Regions from separate parts of the Zea mays genome. Here all the other regions are linked to region 1. The links are chromatin contacts, called in public Hi-C maps. All regions are on one chromosome and are shown on one strand. The core of a region is the stretch at or near the end of the contact, and the rest is flanking DNA. Distances in the headings are between cores, read along the strand shown.

The links. Hi-C and Micro-C count contacts between places; a contact is called where the count stands out from the background.
Region 2: a Hi-C map of endosperm shows a contact between it and region 1, with 1.6 times the contacts expected there. The contact joins the promoter of LOC100285371 here to the promoter of LOC100192913 in region 1. A contact is called at or near these places in 5 of 25 Hi-C or Micro-C datasets (ear, endosperm, leaf and 1 more).
Region 3: a Hi-C map of leaf shows a contact between it and region 1, with 6 times the contacts expected there. The contact joins the promoter of LOC100193876 here to the promoter of LOC100192913 in region 1. A contact is called at or near these places in 6 of 25 Hi-C or Micro-C datasets (ear, endosperm, leaf and 1 more) and 1 of 3 datasets of contacts at active chromatin or transcription factors (leaf).

Annotation. Positions count from the first base shown.
Region 1 is chr3:66,339,163-66,342,552 of Zm-B73-REFERENCE-NAM-5.0, reverse strand. It overlaps LOC100192913, which reads left to right and starts at 1,614. Exons shown (of 7, transcript XM_020549461.2): 1 at 1,614-2,156; 2 at 2,993-3,390. The coding sequence starts at 1,905.
Region 2 is chr3:66,472,227-66,475,800 of Zm-B73-REFERENCE-NAM-5.0, reverse strand. LOC100285371 (exocyst complex subunit Sec15-like family protein) reads left to right here and starts at 2,039. Exons shown (of 1, transcript NM_001158264.2): 1 at 2,039-3,574. The coding sequence starts at 2,163.
Region 3 is chr3:66,109,641-66,113,048 of Zm-B73-REFERENCE-NAM-5.0, reverse strand. LOC100193876 reads left to right here and starts at 1,675. Exons shown (of 1, transcript NM_001138954.1): 1 at 1,675-2,825. The coding sequence starts at 1,903. The coding sequence ends at 2,406.

The DNA.
Region 1 (3,390 bases), core at 365-2,864:
ACCACACACTAGGCGTGGAAGATGGTGAGAGTGGTGGGTACCTACCAAGCGGTCGTCTAGGATGTTGTAGGAATCGTGGGAGTGTCGCGCTCTCCGGTAGCGCGGACCGATTCACGTTTTGGAGGATCCCTGAGAAAGGTTGACATATGCAAGAGTTAAGTGCTATATATGTGGTGTGTTAGGGATCCCTATCTGGGTATAATCAGCTCGAATCATCGTTGCTCCTCGGTCATGGAGACTCGACCCACTGACCACTCATCGTAGTTTCAATAATGGGACTTGTTGGTATATGAAATAATGAGATCTTGATGCTTGTTGAAGTGAATGTTTTACATTAGGAGCAAATCTAGATTTTTGCTAAGAACATAATTTTGAGCTAAAATATTGAAATTAAGATTCACTTTTTAGTAAGCTCTTCCTCAAAATAATGAAGTTTGATTCTTAATAAATGCCTCTCCTTGAGTCCCCAAGCCTGCATGCCATTTTAGTCTTTTCTTTAGTCTGGTAAGTCTTGTAGAATACTTGCGTACTCATAATTATATCCCACCATGTTGTTGCGGGTAATGGTTTTGTTCTGTTGTGGATAATGCTAAGTGCAGGTGGGCTCGACCTTCTCGTATAAGTATCTCGTTTGTATTTCTTTTCGAGGATTGTCATTTGAGCTAGCATGCAATTCAAACACATAATCGTATTTATATTATTCAAGGATATATTACTTTAAATAAAATTTTTAATCACTCCAAGATTGTACTTTGTAAGCCCTTTGTAATATGAATCAAGCTGCAAAACTTCAGTATGTGATTTATGTTTGCTTAATCTTGTGATCTTGATTGTAAGTTGTTCATCCGAGGCCCCCGTGACACTCGAACATGTTCTTTTAGGGTGTGTTTAGTTGCAATGACAAAACATGACGGGATGGGACGATCTTTCAAATAAGGTTGTTTGGTTCAGAATCAAGAGTTAGGACATGACTATCTCAGTGTTGTCCCCAATTGTCCCTCAAAATTGGAGGGATGAGAGGGGACGCCAGGGGACGTCCCTATCCTGGTTGTCTCGCAACCAAACACACCCTTAAGTTATCTGGTACATATGCATAGCCGTTTGAGGTTTTCGGGACAAAGATAGATGCATGTGGGCCATATAACTTAGGAGGTTCTGCCACGCTTAGACGAAAACAATACTAATTATAGTATAATTACTAGTTGTGTACAGAGTATATTGTAAACTTTTATTGTGAAGGCGTGGGAGTATTCTAGACATTGTATTATGAAACATTGTACCATGATCAACACAAGCCAAGACCTATACAAATACCTTCGATATGTGCTGTTTTTGGTACAAAGTAAATTGTAAATTTTCATGATAAAGATGTGGGAGTACTTCAGACATTGTGTTAGGATTAACGAAGGTCAAAACTTATTATACAAATACTTTTGACGTGTGCTGTTTCTGGATATGAAATCGTTATTCATAATTATTATATCTATAGAAGTGATGCCTGTGTAAATTCCTAGTGCTAGTGCAACGCATTGCGTTTGGCGTGGTCGTAGCACTGCAGAAGCCGGGGCAGGTGTCAACCACTACAACGACGGCCGGACCGCACCTTAATCATAAGTGCGTGCATCAATCACTCTCCGCCAAACGTTAACCAAAGTGGCCGGCCGGCCCTGTTCCATGATGACTGATGCGCTGGCCAGCCCTGGCCCTGTCGTGCGCCTCGTCGTCGGCTGCACCAGGCCTTTTGACTACCAACCACTCTGCAGTCCTCTGCGCTTCTACGCATCCGCCCATCAATTAGCTGACGACAAGGAATCCCACCCCACTCCCGAGAGCAGCGAGGAAGGCGTGTGCTTTCTCTAGTCTGTGCAGTGCAAGCGCCGGAGCCCGCCGCCGCCGGCGCGGCCATGTCCTCCGCCTCGGGCCTCGGCGGGAAGGAGGTCCCCTCCGCCTTCTCCGTGGACCTCGCGGCCGCCGCGCGCCGGCTGCTGCTCTTCCTCCGCGCGGCGCCGGCCGGGGTGGGCCCGCGGTCCGTGCGGAGGTACGAGGAGCTGTGGATGCCGCTCGCGGCGGAGAAAGCAGGCGTAGGAGGAGAGGCGGCGATGCTGGTGCCGCCGCCCGACGTGCACCTCGTCTGGCTCTGCCACTGCTTCCACCATGTCAGCCTTCTTTTATTTCTTGCCACCTTTTCGGTTCTTCATTTATTGCCACCATGTCAGCCAACTTTTATCTCTCGGCGAATCACTCGGCCACTTTATTCATTCGAACGCCTCTCCCTCTGTCACTAAATTGTGGTATTGACTTTTGAGGATTTATTTACATTATAAATTGAGGAAAGATATGTGATAAGACAACTAAACACAGTGATTATGCCCACAACGATCAGTTTCTTGTTCTTACTATCTAGTAGTCTCTGTCCCAAAATAACTTGATGTTCTACATTTGTCTTAAGTCAAACTATCTAAATCTTAATGTTGATAAAAATATGTACACTAGAATACTTGTGTTTACATTACAAAATAAGATCATTAGATTCATCATGTAACATATATTTTCATATTATACCTATTTGTTGTCACAAATGTTGCAAATTTCTCTATAGATGATCACACTTAAATTGCAACCATACACTCCTAGTAGTAGTATAAATTACTGTGCTTACTTGTTTTGGAAATAATTAACTTCAAATGAACCACTTGCTGGACTCCAAAAGGAACTGAGGTGCCGTTTGGTTCAGATGTTGGTAACGTAATGGGTAACCGATAACGTTAAATGATGTTTGTTTAAGTCCAACCGTAATCGAATACCACACTAGAAATGGATACCGGCCTATTCAAACTTGTTACCGCCGTTACTCAAGTTTGAATCATTATCATTACTATTTACGTTACAAAATGTGAACCAAACAACACCTGACTTCTGCCGAACTCAGCTGCTTTTGCCCCTTCAACACTTCTCACCAAGTGCTCCATCTGAAATTTCTTTCGCTCTGCAGGAGAGCTACTCCGCATACTGCACGTCGAGGTTTGGACGCCTCATCAACCGTCCATCAATTTTTGATATGGAGAATGAAGAGTATGCTGAGGATCTTTGTCGAGATGTCTGGGCTACTCATTTCCCATCCGAGCCATTTGACCTTGACTCGAATGAGATTGGTGGAAACAGTGTTGATAATATAACATGTGACAATGTCAATGGTGAAATTGTCAAAATGGTGAGACAGTACGCTGGCCTAGCAGACCGTTTTGCCTCACTCTTTGTGCAGGAAGGTGTCTACCATGTTGCTGCTAGGCGGCGATATGTGCGTTTCCTGGACCTTATGAAGAAGGTTGCGTGTGCAACCCAAGAGTGCACACGGCTTGTGCCTAGCCTAGACATATTACTGATGTGGCT
Region 2 (3,574 bases), core at 790-3,289, 130 kb before region 1:
TGTTAGAAACAAAGAAGAGAAGAAAAGAGATGCAAAAGACTTGGCTATGTACAACCATGACTCTGCTCAGTCTGGCACACCAGATTGTCCGGTGGTGCACCAGACAGTGTCCGGTGCGCCAGACTGAACTCCGGTGAACAGACCGCTATCGGGAGAAGTTTGGCGACGTACGACTATAATTCACCGGACTGTCCGGTGGTGCAGCGGACTGTCCGGTGAGCCAACGGTCGACTGTGCCAACGGTCGACAGCGCGATCAGCGGGTGACGCGTGGCTTGGGCCAACGGATAGTTGGTGCACCGGACTGTCCGGTGTGCACCGGACAGTGTCCGGTGAGCCAAGACGACCGTTGCTCCAACGGTCAGCTGAGCCCGTTTTGGAAAGAGATCACGCACCGGACATGCTACAGGACCTGTCCGGTGGTGCACCACCCGACAGAAAGCAAATATTGCCTTCCAAAATGAATTCCAACGGCTCCTAGGCCCCTTGGGTCTATAAAAGGGACTCCTAGGCGCTTCCAACAGTTACACAAATATAGCCAACAATTGTATACATCACTCGGATCGATTCTCTCTCTCACTCTCATGTATATCTCTCTAGTTTGTGTGAAGGCAAAGTTATAAGCCTTTAGAGAGTGGAGAGGTGCTGCAAAGAGCTAGAGCAAAGTCTTGAGCGCATTGTTACTCTGCCGAAGTGCTGTCAAGAAGACTGTAAGCATCCACGACGTTGTTGTAACCAAACTCAACATAGTGAAAGGCTCTATCTGTCATACTGACAGATCTGAGCAAACGAAGGAAGGAGTTGAAATAGACTCTAAGCCCAGGTGTGGCTAACTCCAACGAGGACTAGGCAAGCATTTCAGGCTTGGCCGAACCTCGGGATAAATTCCTGTGTCTGTGTGCTCTGCTCTGTGTTGTGTGCTGATCCTCTGTCTTATCTACTCTTTATATCTGCACTTCAATACTTATCTGTGGTTCAAGTTATATTTGAAATGCAGGGCATTTTGAGACAGGATCTTCTATTTTGCTGCAACCTACTCGAAGGGTCTTTCATTCCACTGTGTTCTGGTCTTCGAGTAGAGTAAGAATTTAAGTATTAAAAGTGATTATTATTATTCGCCTATTCACCCCCCTTTAGGCGACATCCAGATCCTGTTCCCGGTCAAAGAGAACTTTCAACTAATCCTGTAGTACACATGTCCAAATGAGCAGGCTCGGCAGTGGCCCCGTGACCCGGCACGACTAGAAGCGTGCCCAGGTGGCCGGGCAAGGCTGGGCTACCGTCTGGCCCGTCGTGGAGGCACGAGCCTGGCCCGTTTAAATGCTAGGCAAGGTAACGACCCGCTTAAGGGACTGATTTTATAACGACTAGTCTATTTTTAGCTACAATACTGATGATTCTTTATTATACGAGAGGATTTTGAATTTTGATATGTATTTATATGTGTATTTGAAATTCCTTTTCTAATTATGTATATAAAATTATAAATATAATTATTTGAATTTAAAATAAATTTGAATATTGCTTTTAAATTCTGAATTTTGGAGTGTCTTTTTATTTACGGGTCTGGATCTGATCTCACACAACCCGTATAAGAATAACCTTGCTATACCTGGACAACATCAGTCATCATGTCGACCGGTTCGACCCGGCTTGATACCGCGCCCGGGCTCGACTAATACCCTCGCAGGGCCAGCACGGCCCCTACCACATGTATATTCCGTAGAGACACAGCTGATACTTGATAGAGGGAGTATCGCGCCCTGCCCAACATGTGTCAACTGTCCAATGCTGTGCCTGTACTGATTACCACCGTGTGCCGTCAACAATGGTACGCGGGTCACCTCCTCTTCCTCCGTCCCGTCACCGTCACCGTCACGCCAACACGCTTTCCCTCCCAAGACTCACCGACGAGCTGGCCCCACTTCCGGTCACCCAACCCAACCCATCTTCTCCGTTCGTTTCCCTCCAAACACTCACCGACAAGCAGGTCCCACTTCCGGCCACCCAACCCACCTTCTCCGACCGCCCCCTCCGCTGTCCGCTCCTGTTCCGTCGTTTCGTCGACTAACCTCCAAAGTTTTTTCCTCTCCACAACTCGGCAACTACGGAGCTGCCTCCATCTCATTTGCTTACCATCCCTACCGCCTGGCTCAGATCTCGATGCGGCGCAAGCTTCCCGGCGACGCGCCGCTGTCGGCGGCGGGGCCTGGTCATGCGTTGTCCGCATCCGCGCCGTCCGAGGTGGACCTCGCTCAGCTCTCCGCCGCCATCGCGGCCGGGGAGGACCTTGGCCCCTTCGTGCGCCGGGCCTTCGCGTGCGGCCGCCCCGAGCCGCTGCTCGCCTCGCTCCGCGGCGCGGCGCGGGACCGCGAGGCGGAGATCGAGGAGCTCTGCCGCGCACACTTCCACGATTTTATCCGCGCCGTCGACGACCTCCGGTCCCTCCTTGCCGACGCCGACGCGCTCAAGGGCTCCCTCTCGGCGTCCCACTCCGCGCTTCTCTCCTCGGCGGCCCCGTTGCTCGCCTCGCTTGAATCCTTCCTCGCCGCGCGCTCGCTCGCGGGGAATCTCTCCTCCGCGCTAGCCTCCTCCCGACGCTGCGTACGGCTGCTCGCGCTCGCGGCGCGGGCGAACGCGCACTTACAGGCCGGCAATCATGGGCTCTACCTCGCCCTGCGCGCCGTCGACGCCATCGACCGTGATCTCGCCTCGGGACCCGAGCCTCTGCCGCTACCCACGCTCCGCCGCATGCTGCTCAGCGTCGTCCCTGCGGTGCGTGCGCATGCCGAGCGCGAGATCTCCCGGGAGTTCTCAGACTGGATGGTTAGCATTCGCGCTGCTTCGAGGCACCTCGGCCAGGTGGCCATCAGCCGGTCGGCTGCCGCGAGGCAGCGCCAGGAGGAGCTCCGCTCCAAGCACCGCCCGCTGGAGGAGTGCATCACCTTGGATGACGATGGTGTTGGTGACCTCGACGATTTTGCGGCAGCCGCGGCAACAGCTGAAGCAGCAGATGGTGCCGCTGCAGCCTCTTTTGACCTTACGCCGCTCTATCGAGCGATGCATATACACCAGACGCTGGCGCTAGGTGAGCGGTTCAAGAAGTACTACCTGGAAAACAGGAAGCTGCAGCTGACATCGGACTTTGATGTCATTGCGGCGACGCCATTCCTCGAGTCCCACCAGGTGTTTTTCTCGCAGATTGCTGGGTTCTTTATTGTTGAAGACCGGGTGTTTAGAACAGGGGGTGGGCTCACATCTCGGCCAGATGTAGATGCACTTTGGGATGCCGCTGTGGGGAAGATGGTCTCTGTCATGGAAGATAACTTCTCCAGGATGCAGACAGCAAACCACTTGCTTCTCATCACTGATTATGCTGCTTTGCTTTCTGCCACAATGCGGCGGTATGGTTATCCAGTAGGGATGCTACTCGATGTGCTGGCTAAGCACAGGGACAAGTACCATGATTTGCTGCTTGCAGATTGCCGTAGGCAGGTGGCTGAGGCACTGACAGCAGATAAGTTTGATCAGATGCTCATGAGAAAGGAGTATGAGTACTCAATGAATGTCCTTGC
Region 3 (3,408 bases), core at 426-2,925, 230 kb after region 1:
GCGCGGCAGAGAGCCGTTGGCGCGGAGATAGCCGTTGCTCCGAAGTCGCACCGGACAGTCCGGTGCACACCGGACAGTCCAGTGAATTTTAGCGGACTAGCCGTTGGCGTTTCTCGAAGCTGGCGAGTTCCTGAGGCCGCTCCTCCTTGGCGCACCGGACACTGTCCGGTGTACACCGGACAGTCCGGTGAATTATAGCGCGAGTGCCTCTGGAAATTCCCGAAGGTGGCGAGTTTGAGCTGGAGTCCTCTGGTGCACCGGACATGTCCGGTGCACACCGGACAGTCCGGTGCTCCCAGACCAGAGGTGCCTTCGGTTCCCACTTTGCTCCTTTGTTGAATCCAAAACTTGGTCTTTTTATTGGCTGAGTGTAAACCTTCTACACCTGTATAATCTATACACTTGGGCAAACTTAGTTAGTCCAAATGTTTGTGTTGGGCAATTCAACCACCAAAATTAATTAGGGACTAGGTGTAAGCCTAATTCCCTTTCAAAGGTACATTTGTAATTCAATGTTATTTCTGTTTATATATGATAATAATATATAATTATCTATGTTATCCTTTACATTCTTTACAATTCATTCTTCGTCACTATATAATGTATTTATGAAGGTACGCCCTTCATAACCTTCGTCCGAAAACCATTATATCCTAAGGGAAATAATGCTTCGTAGGGCGAAGGATTTAACCGATTAACATTTTCTATGTTGCCTTGTTCTTATAGCATTTGAGAACAAGTCCCCAACACTTATAAACTAAAACTTCCCGACGATGCAGCTGTCCATCCTGTATTCCATGTTTCCCAGTTGAAAAAGTGCATCAGTCCATCCACACTGTGGCACAAGAGCTTGTGCGCTGGTCTGGCCTAGACGCATCCCTGGCGTCCTAGGAGGATGAAGCTGCCTTGAGGATCAAGTTCCCTGCCGCGGGCGCTTGGGGGCAAGCGCCGTTTCAAGAAGGGGGGATGTTAGGCCACTTACTTCGGCTACATGTAGGCACAGGCAAGACAAGCAGAAGCAGGACATGCAAGCTCTAGGAGAGGTGGGCCGTCGCGCTAGGAGGCACATCGTCCGCTTCGTCGGCCCAGACTGGCAAAAAATAGGCAGTAGCTATTCATATAGATAGGGAAGTGGGATAAAGAGTGCTGAGGACTTAACTTAGGGCTTATTCGGTTAGCTCTCAATACATGTAGATTAAGTGAGATTTGGTGAGTTTAAATACCAAGCAAGTCAATTTTTTTCTTAATTTTTTACAATCTCATCCAATCCATGGGTAACGGGATTAACCGAACAAATCATTATATAGAAAACATTATCTCAATACCCTAAACTTCCTCTCGGTCGTCCCAAGCTTCCCCGTATCTCTCTCCCTCTTCTCCGACTCTTCTTGGTTCCGGATTAGCAGTCCATGCTGCTAACATTCAGCGATTTGAGTCTGTCGAATAGTCCGGTTTGACTGGGATAACTATTAACCGTGATGTACTTAAGAAGCGGACCACGGACTGGAGCAGACCGGGCGGCGACATCGCTCGCGCATGGCAGTGACCGGTGCTCGCGCACGGAGACGTCCCGCTCCTACGCGTCACCATCGCCGTCGGGCCTGCGCCCGTGTTCCGTTTGTGTAGCCGAGGCAAAAGGGCCCGAGACCACGCTGTGGCAGACCAAGGAAAGATCCCCAATAGCCAACAAGAGGAGAGGATCCAAACACGCAGCTCTAGTGAGCTCCGTCCCACACACAGACTCCGGCTCCCTGTGGCCCGCGGCGTGAGCGTGTCGTGTCCCGCAGGGCCACCTTTGCTCTCTAACCCCTTCCACCACACGCGACCGCCGTCCCCGCGCGAGTTGCCGAACCCACGTCTCCCCTCGCCCCGCGCCGACCCTACCAACCCTCGGGCCCGCCCATGGAGATCTCCGCCTCCGCTGCGCCGGCCGCCTCCTCCCCGCCCGCCAGGCCGCTGGTCCTGCGCCCGTTCGCCTCGTCATCGCCCCACCCGGCTACGTCCTCCTCGACCACCATCCGCCGCCGCCCATCCTCATCGGCCACTGCCACGGTCCGCCGCCGCGCGCGCACCCGCCCCCGTACAGGGCGGTCCAAGCCCCCCGCCGACTCGGGCGACTACTTCTCCGGCAACGACGGCCCCGGTCTCGGTGGTTCCGGCGGCGGTGACGGAGGAGGACGGTGGAGCTGGAACAGCGGGTTCGGCTCTGGATCAGACGGCCCCGACGACTGGGAGCCCGATGTGCCGGCGCCCCGGAGGTCAGCGGCGGATGCGGCGCTCGGGGTCGTCTACGAGCTCATGTGCCTCATCGCGCTCTCCAACTGCACCCAGTTCGCCGTCCGCAGGCTCGCGGGCCTCCTCTCCGCCCGCGTCGCCGCATTGCGATTCGTCCCCACCGTCTGCTGATCATCCGTGGGGGTTTGTTTTACTTCCTCTTCCTCCTGCCCGTCTACCTGAAATCGCTTCTGTACATATATCAGCCTGCAACTGCGGTTTTAGGGGATTGGGGCCTTGGGGGAATCAGGACCTCTGCCTGTTGTTCCTCGGTGCGTGCCTCAAGCATTATACCGTTGAACAGTAGCAAAATTCGTCGAATCCAATTGGAGAAACACAAAAATAAGATCAACTTGTTTATCCTTTGTTGTTGTACTCAAGATTGATTGATGCCTATTGTGTTAGGATGCATCATTATCTGTTCCATGTGTATATAAATGTGCTGTTATTAAGTTTCTTGGTACTTCATGGAATGTCAAGGGCAGTGCGTTTGGGGAATTCTCATAGATCCGGTTAGTTGAATGGAAGCTCAATTAACTAGCTATATGGCTATATTAACTTTGCACTCCTTATTTCAATGATTTCTTTTTGAATAATTGGATCTATATCATTAAAAGATTGCAACTTTAGATATATACCATTGGCTCCACATATCATTGACTTATGTTGACTTATGTGGACCCCACATGTAAGTGAGATAGCAATGGTATATATCTAAAGTTGTAATCTTTTAATGGTATAGATCTAAATTTCCCTCTTTTTTTCTATAATCAGCTATTTCTTTGCAATTGTTACTCATGTGGATGTGATATGCTATATGCTTAATAATACTCCGCAGAGCAATGACTTGCACCGAATGTAGGATGATATTACTAGGTTGCAATGGCGGTATAGTGCAATGACTGGGTGGACAAATCTACTTTTGCCGGAGCCAAATTGTAGTAATCTGCGGTTTTTAGAAAGGGGTAGGAATAAACAGGGCCTTCTTTTGACTATTGTTGAATGACCTAATGTTTTTAGTGCTTTCTACATTCATGTATCAATTATTACTATTCAACATGCTTAGGTCTAGTTCGATCTGAGGAAGAGAGGAAAAAGCAGAGCTGTTTTCCAACGATTTTTTATTATCTTGAT